Regions from separate parts of the Mus musculus genome. Here regions 2 and 3 are each linked to region 1. The links are chromatin contacts, called in public HiChIP or PLAC-seq and promoter capture Hi-C maps. All regions are on one chromosome and are shown on one strand. Each heading gives the region's core, a stretch centred on a gene start, on an enhancer-like site or on the middle of the called end of the contact. The rest is flanking DNA. Distances are from core to core; before and after follow the strand shown.

Region 1 (4,818 bases), core at 1,520-4,019:
AGAGGGTGGCAGGCGTTCTTAGATGACGCTCTTGGCTTTCTTTGCCTAGGTTGTCCGTTCAGACCAATGGCGGTTAATGACCTTTGAGACCACTGAGAATGACAAAGTGAAGAAGATAAATGAACATATTAGGTCCCAAACCAAGGTCTCTGTACAGGACCAGATCCTTCTGCTAGACTCCAAAATCCTCAAGCCCCATCGAAAATTGTCATCCTATGGGATTGACAAGGAAACCACTATCCACCTTACCCTGAAGGTGGTGAAGCCCAGTGATGAAGAGCTGCCCTTGTTTCTGGTGGAGTCCAAAAACGAGGGGCAAAGGCACCTCCTCCGAGTTCGAAGATCCAGCTCAGTGGCCCAGGTGAAAGAGATGATCGAGAGTGTGACCTCTGTGATCCCTAAGAAGCAGGTTGTGAATTGCAACGGAAAGAAGCTGGAAGATGGAAAGATCATGGCTGACTACAACATCAAGAGTGGCAGTTTGCTCTTTCTGACAACACACTGCACTGGGGGATGACCACGGGGATGCGGTGATGAGAAGCTCAAAGCCGATTTCCTCTGAGCTATTACCAATCACATCTCTTGATGATATAAAAAATTAACGAGAATGAAATAAATATTTGAGGGAAGTGGAGTAGATTAAAAGTATTTGTCAAGTCTGTGAATCTTGTTTCTAACATAGTTCATTCGCAGGGTTGTTGATGAGGGCAAAAGCTGAACCTTTAGTCAGGTGTGGTGGTGCAAACTTAATTCCAGGACTTGGGATGCAGGGGAAGGTGGATCAATGAATGATTGTTGAACCAAATTGAATTTTAATTATAGAGTATAGAGAAAGAATGTGTTATGGAATATGATTGTTTACCATAACTGGATCATAGTCTAATAAATTATTTAAATTCAGTCATCATCTTCTTAAAGATATTTGGTATGAAATAAAACCTAACACCCTCTCCACGTGTCGGGTGGGCAAGGAAGGGGAAGAGCCTTATCCTATCCGGCAGATGGGAGTCCCAGTTTAACCAGGGCCAGCACAATTGCCTATTATTTGCAGACATTCTTTGACGTTCTGTAGTGGGCATGGTGACCTGGCTAGGTTTGCATTAGCTGGACTGGCTCCCCAAGAATGGAAACCATGTCTTGTTTCTGGAAGAGATCTCTGTAAGGTGGGGCCCATAACTTCTTTGTTAACCCGAGAGAGACTCCACCTGATGGGCGAGGTCATGGAATTTTTTAAGGTCTTTTGTAAGCCTGGAGAAAAAAATAAAGGTCAGCACCAGGGTGCTCATCATCTTATCTCCAGGTGGATTCTTCAGGGCTGGTACAAAGTCTCCTCAGAGTGCATCTGACCCCCTCCTGCATCCTGCTTCCCTCCTTACTGAGAGTCCCAAGAGCCATTTACCACATCACCATTTAAGAGTGTTTATATATTTCAGGAGTCCCCTCTCCGCACCCCGCAAGAATTCAAACCCTACCCGGTGAGAGAAAAGAATCTCGCTACTAACCCAGAACTCACGGAGCACAAAACTTGCAGATCCTTATGCACAGACAAAAATTATGAGCATCCTATTTCCAGGACTCTGAGCCCTTCTCAGTTTTTTCACTGTCCCACCTATGGCCTCCCCAGACTCCGCAAGAGCCTCAGTGCCGCCCCCTTCACTTCCTTGTTCCTCAGTGTGTAGATGAGAGGATTGAGAGCGGGAGTGACCACCGTGTAGAAGAGCGAGACGAATTTGCCACGGCCCTGGTTGTAACTATGCGTGGGTTGCAGGTAGGTGTAGGTGGCAGAGCCATAAAATAGGCAGACCGCGGTCAAGTGAGAGCCACATGTGCTCGCCGCTTTCCGCCAGCCAGAGCTGGAGTGCATGCCCCAGACCGCGCGGCCCACGGCGATGTAGGAGGCCAGGATGACCGCCGAAGGCACCAACAGGATGACCACACGCGCGGCGAACATCTGGCGCTCGGTGGCGCTGCGGCCGCCGCGGCAGGCCAGCTGCAGCAGCGCCGGCAACTCGCAGATGAAATGGTCCAGACAGCGGGGTGCGCACAGGGGACGCGCGGCCAGCAGGGCGGTCTGCGCCGCGGAGTTGGCCAGGCCACCGAGCCAGGAGACTCCGGCCAGCGTGCGGCACAGTAGCGGCGAGGCCAGTGAGGTGTAGCGCAGAGGGTTGCATACCGCAGCCGCGCGGTCCAGCGCCATGACGGCCAGCAGCACGCACTCGGCGGAGCCCAGCGCCAGCGATGAGCACAGCTGAGCCATGCACCCAGCGCGCGGTAGCTGCAGCATTGAGCCGCGCAGGCTGGCCAGCAGCGGTGGCACCACACTAGTGGTGAAACCCACATCCACCAGAGCCAAGTGGCAAAGGAAGTAGTACATGGGTGTGTGCAGGCGAGGGTCGCGAATGGCCAGCAGCACCAACGCCGCGTTGCCGGTGAGCGTTAGTAGGTAGCAGAGAAGGACCAGTGCGAAGAGGACAGGCTGCAGAGAGGGCCAGTCGCTGAAACCCAGCAGTAGGAAGCGCTCCGCTGAGCTGTGGTTAGCCTGAGGGGGAAAACTCCAAGAAGGTTCGGAAGGCGAGACAAAAATATTTAATGCTAGACAGTGTTGCGGGCCTTGCGCTGGGAGGCAAAGGCCAGAAATTTCTGTGAGTTCGAGGCCAGCCAGAGCTACATAGTAAAACCCTGTCTTACCGCTAACCACAACAAACAAGAACCTCCAATATGGGATAAACTCGGCACATGCCCAAGTTTTGGTTTTGTTACATAGCCACATCCCAGTATTCCTTTACAAGTCCTTCAAGGGGGATAGAAACTGTGCTTAACAGGTGAGCCAATTAGACACAACTTACAAGATCAAATTGTCCTAAGTCTATCGCTAGCTAACCAGGTCTGTGTTCCTGGTTCTGGTTGCCCTTCCAGGGATTAAGGAAGAAATTCAGCATTCCTCCTAAGGGCAGCTATAAAGATACTTTGTATAAGAAGGGCATACTCCACTCTGAGCACCCCGCCCCCAGTTTTCCTTAAAAGTGGGCGTTGTCTAAGAGTTAAGCCTGAGTGAGACTAGATGGAGCAGTATCATCCACTTTTCTGTTTATGCAACAGTTAAAGCCAAGTGCGCTCTGATAGGAGGAGCCAAGAAATATCTAGCTATAGTTTCCACTGGACTACACCAAATATGGTAACTGTAGCCAATCAAATATTTTTGTCCTTAGTCTCCTTTCCTTCCTCTCTGCCTCCGTTGTCTCTGCCTGTCTTGAGGTTTCTTTCCTTCTCTCCCTGCCTGCTTCTCTCTCTCCCGCCCTCCCTTCTTTCCAGTAGGGCCTCATGAAGCCCAGGTTGGCCTTCAGTTCTACTTGAGAGGCAGAGGATGGCCTTTGAACTCCTGATCCTCTTGTGTCAACCTCCAGAGAGCTAGGATTATAATCATGAGCTACAGTGTCCAGCATCCACCCAAATGTTTCTTTGTTTTACTTCTGTGTTCATCCTATCAAAATGTTCCCTATGTTTCCCGGCTGTGGCCCACTGAACCACTTTTGCCTGATTCAGAAATAGCTATTTGCTCAAATAAACCCGTTTAAAGTTTATTGTGCCTCGCCCCCCCCCCCCTTGGGCTGGGGATTGAATCTGGGACCTTGCACATGCTAAGCATGCTCAGACTGAGCTATGCTCCTACTCTGTGAGTTTGTTTTTAACATGTTATACTGGAATACTTCCTATCAGACCAGAAATGAGGAGCCCTCAGGCCTCAAACTGTACTCAGCTAAAACAACAGTGTCTGGTTGGTTATTTGAGATGTAGAAATCATTTCATATCATTCTCCTTCAAGTTTGTCATGTGTAAATGGTGGTGGAATTTGACTTCTTGGGTCTATCATGGGCTTTCCTGTCAACTGTTTCTCAAACAAATTTAAAAGAAATGCAAGAAACAAAAAGGACCTCGATTTCAAGGCTCTAGGTATTGATACTGAATTCAACAATCTGGGGGATACAGAAATTATCATGGTTGATAGAATAGATAAAACTTGCACAAGAGTCTTTCTATGCATGCTTTATGACAGATATCACATATATAACTTGTGAACACACTTAGTGCTTTTAATTTAAAAAGAACCACAGCCCTCTGGCCTGGCAAGATGTCTTACCAAGTAGAGGCCCTTGCTGCCTGATGGCCTGAGTTTCAACTCTGGGATCCATATAGTGGAAGAGAACTGACTCCTTCAAGTTGTCCTCTGACCTTCACACGTATGATGTGGCACGCACCCCCACCCCCAATCGATCAATCACAAGCTTTTTAGTTTTTTTCAGGAAGTAATCCGTCTCCCAATACAACACCTTGCTTATCCTCACCAGGCAGAGAAAGTTTCAATGTGAATAAGAACTTAAGGCTCCTTAGATTTGAGTCTTGATTCTGCTACTTTCTAGATGATACCCATGAGCATGTACCTAACCCCTCTGTGCCCCTATTCGTCCCATGGAAACATAAGTTGGTAACAAGAGTTAAATACACAGAGTGCTTTGAACAGTGCCTGGCACACAGTAGGTGAGTGTTAACTGTTATCACCCCTATTTATAAGCTAGCATATACAGTTTTGTTTTCATTATTTGATACTTTTTAGTGTTGGAAATTGAACCCAGGGCCTTTGTGCATTGTGCATATATATATCTCCCTACTGGTCACACACTGAATCATATCCCTGGCCTGGGAAATTGTTTTGTTTGTCAAGACAGAGTCTTATTATTATGTATTATTCTAAGCTGGCCTCGAACTCAGAATTGTCCTACTTTGGCCACCTGAGAGCTGAGACTACTGTGTGTGTGTGTG
Region 2 (4,818 bases), core at 1,308-3,807, 1.2 Mb before region 1:
TCGCGAGGTTGTGCAAGGCTGAGAAAGAACAGCTGTTTCTGGTGCTATGGGAACCCTGACGGGGAAGCCAGTCTCCTCGAGTCTGACTCAACAGCCTAGAGGAGCAGAGAGGTTCGCGCAGGCCAAACTAAACACTGGGCTAGAGGGGTTCCACAGATGCGGGTCCAGGAAGTGTGTTCTAGCTGAGGGGCTGTTTCTACCATACAGGAGGGTGGAGAGAAACGGTGTACCATGGACAGTAACCCTGGGCACCGAAGAAAGAGGAGAACATACAAAAGGTAGGTGGAAGTGAGAGGGAACGCAGTGTGTGCATTGGTGGTGTAAAGACGCGTTCTGGGGCAACGAGTGCAAGGAGTTAGGAGAGGTTGTAGAGGTCTCCGGCCACGTTAGTAATATTTATTTAGTTTGTTTATATGAGTACACTGTAGCTGTCTTTAGAGACAGCAGAAGAGGGCATCAGGTCCCATTACAGATGGTTGTGAGCCACCACGCGGTTGCTGGGAATTGAACTCAGCTCTTAACCATTGAGCCAGCTCTTCAGTCCCCATTTTAAAGAACGAATCCGTGAAGGTAGGCATGGTGGGACACACCTTTAATTCCAGCACTCGGGAGGCAAAGGCAGTTGAATCTCTGTGAATTTGAGGCCAGCCTTATCTTACAGAGTGAGTTTCAGAACAGCCAGGGCTGTTAAACAGAAATCCTGTCTGGAAACAAAACAGAAAACCCATAGAGCTGGGTGTGGTGGGGCACACCTTTAATTCCAGAGCTTGGAAGGCACAGGCAGATCTCTGAGTTTCAGTCCAGCCAGAGCTCCACCATGAGACCCTGTTGGAAAAAAAAAATAATAAAAATTTAACCCTAGGACTAAAAGGCAGGGAAATAATTGGCTGTAGACCACTGTGTTTGCAACTTGGACATTTATTTGGAAGGGGAAAGTGACCAGAGGGTTTTATAGCCATCCTAGAAGGAAAATGAACCAGAAACAGTGGGGGAAAGACTGTTTGACTGTTTGATAGATGGACAGGCTGTTGGATTGCTTCTCTCTCTCTCTCTCTCTCTCTCTCTCTCTCGTGTGTGTGTGTGTGTGTGTGTGTGTGTGTGTGTGTGTGTGTGTTGGTGATGGAGTTGTAGAGTAAGGGAACAGAGTGTAGCATGGCTCTAGTTTGGCATGTTTGTTATGGGCGATCTCCAGAGACAATATATGCAGACAGTATATGCAAGCACAGCTTGGGGAAGAGATGCTGGCTGGAGACATTGGGCACCATCAGCATAGAGGTGGGAGGAGAGGAATAGGTCATCTTCAGAGTGTAGTGTAAGCTGAGAACCTGTGTAGGAAGAGAGGAGAATTTGCAGGCGTCTTACTTCTTGTCTGGGAAGAGGAGTAAGCCAGTTAGAGAAAACCAGGAATGTAAAGGGGAGGGAGGAGAGAAGGCCCAGAGGAAGACGATGGAGGTTGAAGGTAATTGGGTTGGGGGTGGGGGGTGGGCAGGGTCAGGGTGGCATTGAACATTGTGGTGCAGTGGACCCATTGAAGAGATGAGCTTGAAGGCCCCATATAGCGGATAGAGGTGCAGGCATTGGAATAAGGATGTAATTGTCAAGTAATTTGGCTATGGGGTGGAGAGAAGGCTCAGCAATTTAGGAGCACTTGATTCTCTTCCAGGGTTTCTAGCATTCACACCCAGCAGCTCACAACAGCCTATAACTGGTGGTGACGTTCAGATAGCTGTGCGGCTACAGCTCATCTTTATGTTGAAATATTATGTATCAGTAGGTAGTAAGTAATGAGTAGCTGCAACAGCAGGAAAAACACTTGGAACTCAAGATCCCCACAGCCTTGGGTAAAGGGTCGGTCCACCGCACCTGCGACTCCGCAGTGCCACCTGCTGGTCAAGATGCGTCATGGCTGCGCAGAGGAAACCCTGACGTCGCGCGACGTTCGATGGAGCTGGGCTGTGGTGCACCCCTTTAACCCCAGCTTTTCAGGCTGAGACAAGAGGATTGCTGTGAACAGATAGGCTATCCTGGGCTAAATAACAAGACCTTATCTCATACCACAAATAAAAATTATCTTAGAGCTATTGCGTTGCTGCTGTTTTGAAACCGTTTAGCTTCGTTCTTCTACTCGTAGCAGATTTCAATGGTTGGAAAAAGTCATTTATTTATTTATTTATTTATTTATTTATTTATTTATTTATTTATTTATTTATTTATTTATTTGGTTTTATTTTTTGAGACAGGGTTTCTCTGTGTAGCCCTGGCTGTCTTGGAATTCACTCTGTAGACCAGGCTGGCCTCGAACTCAGACACCAACCTGCCTGCCTAGTGCCGAGTGTTAGGATTAAAGGTGTGTGCCACCACGGCCAGCTCGAGATAATTTCTAATACCATCTGACAGTCCATTCTTTGGGTGAAATGGTCCCCCATAGGTTCAAGTGTTTGAACGGTCGGTCCCCAGCTGCTAGCGGTTTTTGGGGAACCTTTAAGAAGGTGGAGCCTTGATAGCGGAAGTCCCACCCAACGGGTGAAGAAGACGGATGTGTTTCGCCCGTGGGCTTGGCTTTGCGTCTAGTCCGGCGTCGCAGACCGGTTTCGCCATGTCTCTTCCTCAAACGGTAAGCCCACGAAAACCTTTTAAAGTCGCTGTTTGTTTGTTTTGGTCAGAAATGTCGGTTATCAAATCTAGAAAAGCGTACAATCGTCAAGCCTTCGCAACTTGAAGCGCCTACTATAGTATTTTTCATTTTAATTTTCTCGGCTCAACTAAGCTTACTTAGTAGATTTATTCATTCATTTCAGGACAGGTTTTCTCTGTGTAGCCCTGACTTTCCTGGAGCTCGATCTGTTGACTAGGCTGGCCTCGAACCCAGATCTATCTGCCTAGGCCTACGGAGTGCTGGAAATAAAGACCTGCACCACCATGCCCGGCCCTCATTAGATTTTAATTTCCCCAGCTTTATTTATTTAGGTGTAAGTGACAAAAATTGCACACGTTTGAAATATATAACGTGGTGTGTTAAAACACATTGTTTAGGGCCGCGGAGGTTGCTTAATCGGTAAAGAGCTTGCTTTGTAGCACAGGACCTCCGAGGTTGATCATCGGAAATCGCTTTAAAAATGTGAGCGTGGTGGCTTGTTATGAAAACCCAGCTGGGAGGAAGACAGGCCGATCCCCGGGACTACTCGGGACTACTCGGTGAACCGCAGTAGCCTAAGTAGTGAGTCTTAGAGGAAAAAAAAATGGAGGCTGTGTTAGGAAAGATACAGTTGTCCTCTGGTCTCCACTCTTCACACCTTATAAAGGGAATGGTGGTAGGCACGGTGTCTCACTCCTTTAATGCCAGCATTCAGGAGGTGGATTTCTGTGAGGTCAGGATGAATGAGCCATGGAAGAGATTAAGCCAGTTACTCAGAGAACTCGATATTGGTTTTTTTTTTTTTTGGAGGGGGGGGGACTGGGGGGGGGGCGGTCTTGCTATGTAGTAGGGTCTGGCCTGGACTCTGTCTGCCTTTGCCTATTGAACGCTAGGATTAAAGGCATTCGCCACCATGTCTGGTTGAAATGAAGTTCTTGATGTGTTAGAAGTCTAATAAGCAGGGCTGGAGAGAGGGCTCAGCAGGTAAGAGCACCGGCTGCTCTTCCAGAGGACCCAGGTTCAGTGTCCAGCACTGGTGGCTGCATGCAGGCAAAAATATTCATACATTGGATCCTGGGTGGTCACAGGAAACATTGTTTAATGAAAGTTGCTAGCCCAGATCACATTCTTGCTGAGTTGAAATTTGGTGCTGGTAGTTCATAGCATGTCCGTACACAGCAGGGAAAATACAGATGGTATTATCCGCCCGAGAAGATTGCTCAGACATGGGTTTAAGCCACTAGAAAGTCTTTAGTAGCTGGCTGGGGGTGACACTGAGTGTCCAGGCTCCCAGTGTCCCCGAGTCTTTCTCTGAGTGAACTTTTTTTTTATTGTTTTTTTTTTATTAGGTATTTTCCTCGTTTACATTTTCAATGCTATCCCAAAGGTCCCCCATACCCCCCCCCCCCGAGTGAACTTTTAAACACCAAAAACCATGTTCTGGGTTGACATACTTGAGTTAACAAGAACAGTTATCCAGAAGCAGACAGCAATGTTAGTACATTTAGACATTTCCCCAGAACTACAGACTTTGATGGATTAAGTCTTTGTTTTCATTTTGTCCGGGGGATACTGTCTTGGTGCTGAGTTTTACATCCTGAATGGCACTTCCATCATGGAGTCACTTGTGCTAAGGTCTCAGAGGCCTACTGAGTGGTTGTTATTGACTATCTTGTTAATAACAAGACTATTAACAGAGGTGGCTAAGAATTGACGGAGAAGTGTAAGGCCTTGAGAGACAAATCACGTGCTGGGGTCCTTGGTTAGTGTGATTACAGAGAGTTTGGTATGTCCTAACTAACTGCTTCTGACAGGTACCCAATGCAAAGGGCAGACAGAAAGCCTCTTATACCTTTTATGGCTTCTGAGCTGAGAGCTAGCTAGCCCTGGCTTCTCAGTATAGTAGTGGTGGTCTGGCAGTGCCCATTAAATATGCTAAGGATACTAGTGGAGATCCTGAGTCTGCTACTGCCCCCGGCCCCCTTCCCCTCCCCCCTCCTTTCTCAGGAAACACCTTCCTAGACACATCAACTGTTTAATAGCATCTTGCTTCATAACGAGTGGCTGTCTTCTTCTGGACCTACCTCCATCAGCTCTCATTGCTTCTAGGCCAATAATGAATGTAGATGAAAGGATTTTTCAGAGTAGAACGGGGCGTTTTGGAAGGAGATTGCTACACTAAA
Region 3 (4,818 bases), core at 1,558-4,057, 1.1 Mb before region 1:
GACATTCAATATGAAACCATCTCCTAGTCCCACCACTCATTCAAAGGTGTAGATCTGAGAGGACCTGGGACCCAGTCCTCTTCTGTTTGCCTTAGGGCCAATCCATGATCCTATTTGTTACCTTTGAAGGCCCCCAGAAACAAGTCAGAGCCCTGGCCACCTTTGCTTCCTGCAGTAGAAGAAAGAAGACATTCAGGAGACTGACAGGGTTGGAGGAGCTAATATGGGCTAACTTTGCTCTACCTTCACCCCAAGAGTCCCAGAGACAATCTTCTCTCCCACACCTACCTCCAGCCGGAGCATAGTCCCCTCCTTTTCCACCTGTGAGAAGAAAAGCTGTGAGAGTTCAAGGAAGATCTTGACACTAGCAAGTTCCCAGAACTGACAGAGGACCCAGGTGGAGACTGTAGCAATGTGGGGTGTGGATTTGTTTCCCATTAATGAGCTGACCACACGTCTAAAGGGGACAGAGAGAAAACTCAGACCCTGCCCTTTCCTACCTATTGTTCTCCTGCTCTTCAACACAAAAGATACCATAGCTCCAATGATGATCACAGCTCCAAGGACAACAAGAACAGCCATGGGCTGGTGAGATGGCTCAGTGGGTTAGAGCACCCGACTGCTCTTCCGAAGGTCCAGAGTTCAAATCCCAGCAACCACATGGTGGCTCACAACCATCCGTAACGAGATCTGACTTCCTCTTCTGGAGTGTCTGAAGACAGCTACAGTGTACTTACATATAATAAATAAAAAAAAAAAAAAAAAAAAAGAACAGCCATGATTACCATGTTGGAGTCCGTGGATGGAGGAGGCTCTGGGAAGGACAGGTACAGGAAATGAAGGTGAAGGTTATGATCCCAGCTCTGAGCCATGACCAGCTCAGGGTCTGCAGAAGGCTCCAGCTTTCCCTGACCCCAGCTCTGCACCCACACTCTCCTTACCCCATCTCAGGGTGAGGTGCTCAGGCAGCCCCTCATGTTCCACATGGCATGTGTAATTCTGCTCCTTCCCAAGAGGCACCACCACAGCTGCCCACTTCTGGAAGGTTCCATCCCCTGCAGGCCTGGTCTCCACAAGCTCTATGTCCTGGGTCAGCTCCTCCCCATTCAACTGCCAGGTCAGGGTGATGTCAGCAGGGTAGAAGCCCAGGGCCCAGCACCTCAGGGTGACATCACCTTCAGATCTGGGGTGATGGGTCACATGGGCTTTTGGGGGATCTGTGTGGAAGATTTAAGAAATCACACGATTAACAAGACAAACTGAAATCTACACAAGACTCAATCAAATCAATGAAGACACTGAACAATATGTCTGTTTGACACTTCAACTGTCATGGCACTGGTGACCTGCAGGCAGAGCTGGTCCTCTCAGCACAGAACTGCACATTTTCTTTTGGGACTCAGAAGCCAAGAGAGAATCCATCAACATGGTCATCCTTATGTGATGTTCAATAGCATAAATGAGGTAGTCAAAGAATGGAAGAGGGAATGGCAAAAAAGTAATTTAATATGTGTTTGAGTTCATTTCAAGATCAGATATTAGGGCCATATGCTCTTGGTAGGATGCCACCACTGAGTCTTCCACTGTGGTCATCTTGCAGACCAACATTAACTGTCAGTTCAAGTGAACAGCCATCACAAAGTGTGCAGCCAGAGAAAATGACTCCCTGCCCCTGACTCTGGGGGACAAGGTACAGGTATGTTACACAGGACCCCTGGAGTGAGCTGTGGACCCCAGTGCAGCACTCACTGGAACACACTGGGCCCACAGGGAGGGCTCACTATAGCCCTGGATTTCAGAAGACCCTGTCACTCAGAAAGTCCAATTCCTGATTCACTAGGGGGAGCACTGTAATTTGTGGGGGCAGAGAGACAGCAGGAGGCTTCTGCATGTTTAGGTCTGACAGGAAACAGTGTAATCTCACAATAATCGATCTTTTAATGAGAACCCTGACTTATCTTGTGTAATTATCCAGGTTAGCAATGTAGACTGATACAAATGATAATAGGAGGGCAGGGAGAAACAGGATCACTCCAGTGCAGACAAAAACTGACTAGAAACAAAATAACGCCTTCAAAAAAAAAAAATAAAGAAAGAAAGAAAAAAGAAAGAAGAAAAAGAAAAGAGAAAAAAGAAAAAGAAATTCCAGTATTTATATTCCTCCAGGGTAGCCCATAAGGGCTCATGTGACCATTCACCACTGTAGGAATAGAAAGAATTGTGTTACAGACAGGGAGGGATCTGGGAGAATGTATTCTTTGAAAATTCTAGAAACTGGGGCAACCAGCCTAGTGTTGGGGAGTCCATGTCTCCCATCAGGTAAAGGCGACTTCAGGTCCTGAGGTGTAAGGGCTGACACACTCAGCAGGACAGGAGTCCATGTCCACAGACAGTGGGTGTGGGCAGAGAATCCAGACTAGGAGAGGCCATGGCTGACAGAGGCTATAGGGGAACTGAAGGGAGCAGCTGTTGTCACCTCAGGGAAATTCTCTCCTTCCCTCCTGAGACAGCCTGGGCACTGTCCAGGGAGAAGGCTGAGCCCTGGAAGAGTCAGTGCAGTCACTGTGACAAGGGATCAAGAGACCCAGGGACACACTCTCCCTTCTGGGACAGGGGCATCACCCCAGCTGAGGGTTTCTTCTTCCCCAGGACTGAGCCCCAGCCCGAGGGCAGAGGGAGGAGCTGCCCGCGGCCCCTGCACCTGTGCGCAGCAGCGTCTCCTTCCCGAGCTGCAGGTATCTGCGGAGCGACTCCACGCACTCGCCCTCTAGGTAGGCCTTGTAATGCTCTGCAGCACCAGCCTGCTCCCACTTGCGTCGGGTGATCAGCGCTGCCAGGTCCGCCGCCGTCCACGTGTTCAAGTCTTCGTTCAGGGCGATGTAATCTCGGCCATCATAAGCGAACTGTAGGTATCCGCGGAGGAGGCGCCCGTCCGACCCCACGTCACAGCCGAACAACAGCTGGAACGTGTGAAGGCCTGCGGGATCCCAAGGTCAGCGCCGCTCACCCGCACCGCCCCCGCTCGCCCTGGCCTAGTCCACCAGCGGACTCCTCCAAAGTGAAAGGGAAACCGGTCCTGGGTCGGTTCTGCTCCCGAACCTAGACTTGGGATTGGAGATCTCCGGCCCCTGTCTAGGGACATTTCGAGCTCGTGACCTCCCACCCAGGGTCACTCACCGCCTTCACTCTGGTTGTAGTAGCGCTGCGCGGTCCTCAGGCTCCCTCGGAAACTCTGCTCATTGCGCTTGGCGATCTGTGTCTCCCGCTCCCAATACTCCCGCCCCTCGTGCTCCATCCATGGAGCCCGCGGCTCATACCTCGGATTCTCCGCGTCGCCGTCGAAGCGCACGAACTGCGTGTCGTCCACGTAGCCGACAGAGATGAATCGGGGTTCCCGGAGGCCAGGGCGGGACAAGGCGGTCTCGAAATACCGCATCGAGTGTGAGCCTGGGGGCGGCGCGCGGTGAGACCCGGACCTCCTCACGGGACTCCGGCCCACTGCGCGGGCCGGGAGGGGAGCAGGGCGCCGGGCTCCGGATGCGGGTGTAGAAGGGCGGAGGGTCTTGTGAGCGACGGGGGGACGCGGATTCCACAGTGCCGTCCCCGCCCCTCCACGCAGAGGCCGTTTCCCTCCCGACCCCGCACTCACCCGCGCGGGTCTCGATCAGGGTCAGGGCGGCCGCCAGCAGCAGGAGCAGCATTCGCTGCGCCATTGTCCCATCTGGGATACAGGGCATTTGAGGCCCTCGGGCTGCTTGGACTTTATAACCAGCGCCCGCGGAGGAGCTGTTGGTTCCTTCCCCAGGATCCTGCCACCCAATGGAGATGAGACCTGCCAGATAATTCCTGCTACCTCCGGGTCCAGAGAGGGCATCAGATCCCCAGGAGCTATAAAGTGGTGCTGCTCCAGGGCAAGGGAGGGGCAGGAGCTGAGCTGCAGGAGAGGGTGGTGTCTGCAGGGAGCAGAGTGAGGCCCTTGTGCACCTGTGTCTTAGTGAGGGTTTCCATTGCTGTGATAAGACCCCATGACCAAAAGCAACTTGAGGAAGAAAGGGTTTCTTTCAGTTTACACTTCCACATCTCAGTCTATCATTGAAGAGATTCATGGCAGGACCTTGAGAGAGGATTCTAAGTAGGAACTGAAGCAGAGACCATGAGGATCAGTGCTAATAGCTTTGTAGTTTATGGCTTGCTCAGTCTTCTGTCTTATACAATTCGTGATCACCACCCAAGACCAACTCCAGTGGGCTGAGCCTTTCCATACTGATCATTCATAATAATTTAAAAATGCCTTATAGACTTTCCCAAAAGCGTCCTGGATGGAAGCAATTTCTCAATTCAGGATCCTCTTCTTATATATGTCTCAGTTTGTGTGGAGTTAACAAATGCAAACAGCACAGCACCCTGGTGCAGGGTCACTCAGTGAGAGATGAGGGAGGAGGATGTGTGAGTTCCTCCCCCTGAGCTGAGCCAGGGACCTGCCCTGTGGACAGAGGCCCCCTGGAAAAACAATTGGAATGCAAGGAATGGGAGCACAGTGGGTTCCAACTCCATTCCTGCCCCTCAGTCCTGAGGACCTGTCTCTTCCTGCCTGTGCTTGACAAGATTGATATAACCTCCGGAGGGACTGATAAAGTCAGGGCATGGGAGGAGATGGGGAGGAAAAGAGGGACCTTTTCTTACCTCAGAGCAGGGTAATCAGATTTTGGGGAGACTGAGGATAGGTAGGTAGGTATGTATGTAGTTAGTTAGGTAGGTAGTTTATAGATAAACAGACAGACAGATAGATATAAAAGGCGGGGTGTGAACATCTTTGGG

What was found. Promoter capture Hi-C pulls out the DNA fragments that hold promoters and counts their contacts. HiChIP or PLAC-seq counts read pairs in DNA pulled down with a chosen protein or histone mark.
Region 2: a promoter capture Hi-C map of embryonic stem cells shows a contact between it and region 1, with 4 times the contacts expected there. The contact joins the promoter of A930015D03Rik here to the promoter of Olfr94 in region 1. A contact is called at or near these places in 2 of 39 promoter capture datasets (embryonic stem cells and hippocampal neurons).
Region 3: a contact with region 1 is called in an H3K27ac HiChIP or PLAC-seq map of embryonic stem cells, with 2.1 times the contacts expected there. The contact joins the promoter of 2410017I17Rik here to the promoter of Olfr94 in region 1. A contact is called at or near these places in 2 of 39 promoter capture datasets (embryonic stem cells and hippocampal neurons) and 2 of 115 datasets of contacts at active chromatin or transcription factors (both in embryonic stem cells).

What each region holds. Positions count from the first base shown.
Region 1 is chr17:37,195,197-37,200,014 of GRCm38.p6, forward strand. It overlaps Olfr94 (olfactory receptor 94), which reads right to left and starts at 2,770. Exons shown (of 1, transcript NM_001011518.1): 1 at 1,610-2,770. The coding sequence starts at 2,770. The coding sequence ends at 1,610. Ubd (ubiquitin D) reads left to right here. Exons shown (of 2, transcript NM_023137.3): 2 at 50-905. The coding sequence ends at 517.
Region 2 is chr17:35,991,947-35,996,764 of GRCm38.p6, forward strand. A930015D03Rik (RIKEN cDNA A930015D03 gene) reads left to right here and starts at 2,558. Exons shown (of 2, transcript NR_015618.2): 1 at 2,558-2,614.
Region 3 is chr17:36,142,211-36,147,028 of GRCm38.p6, forward strand. 2410017I17Rik (RIKEN cDNA 2410017I17 gene) reads left to right here and starts at 2,808. Exons shown (of 4, transcript NR_033517.1): 1 at 2,808-2,992. It overlaps Gm10499 (predicted gene 10499), which reads right to left and starts at 3,739. Exons shown (of 8, transcript NM_001370818.1): 1 at 3,650-3,739; 2 at 3,178-3,447; 3 at 2,702-2,977; 4 at 942-1,217; 5 at 786-814; 6 at 289-321; 7 at 122-169. The coding sequence starts at 3,713. It also overlaps a transcript of Gm8909 not described here.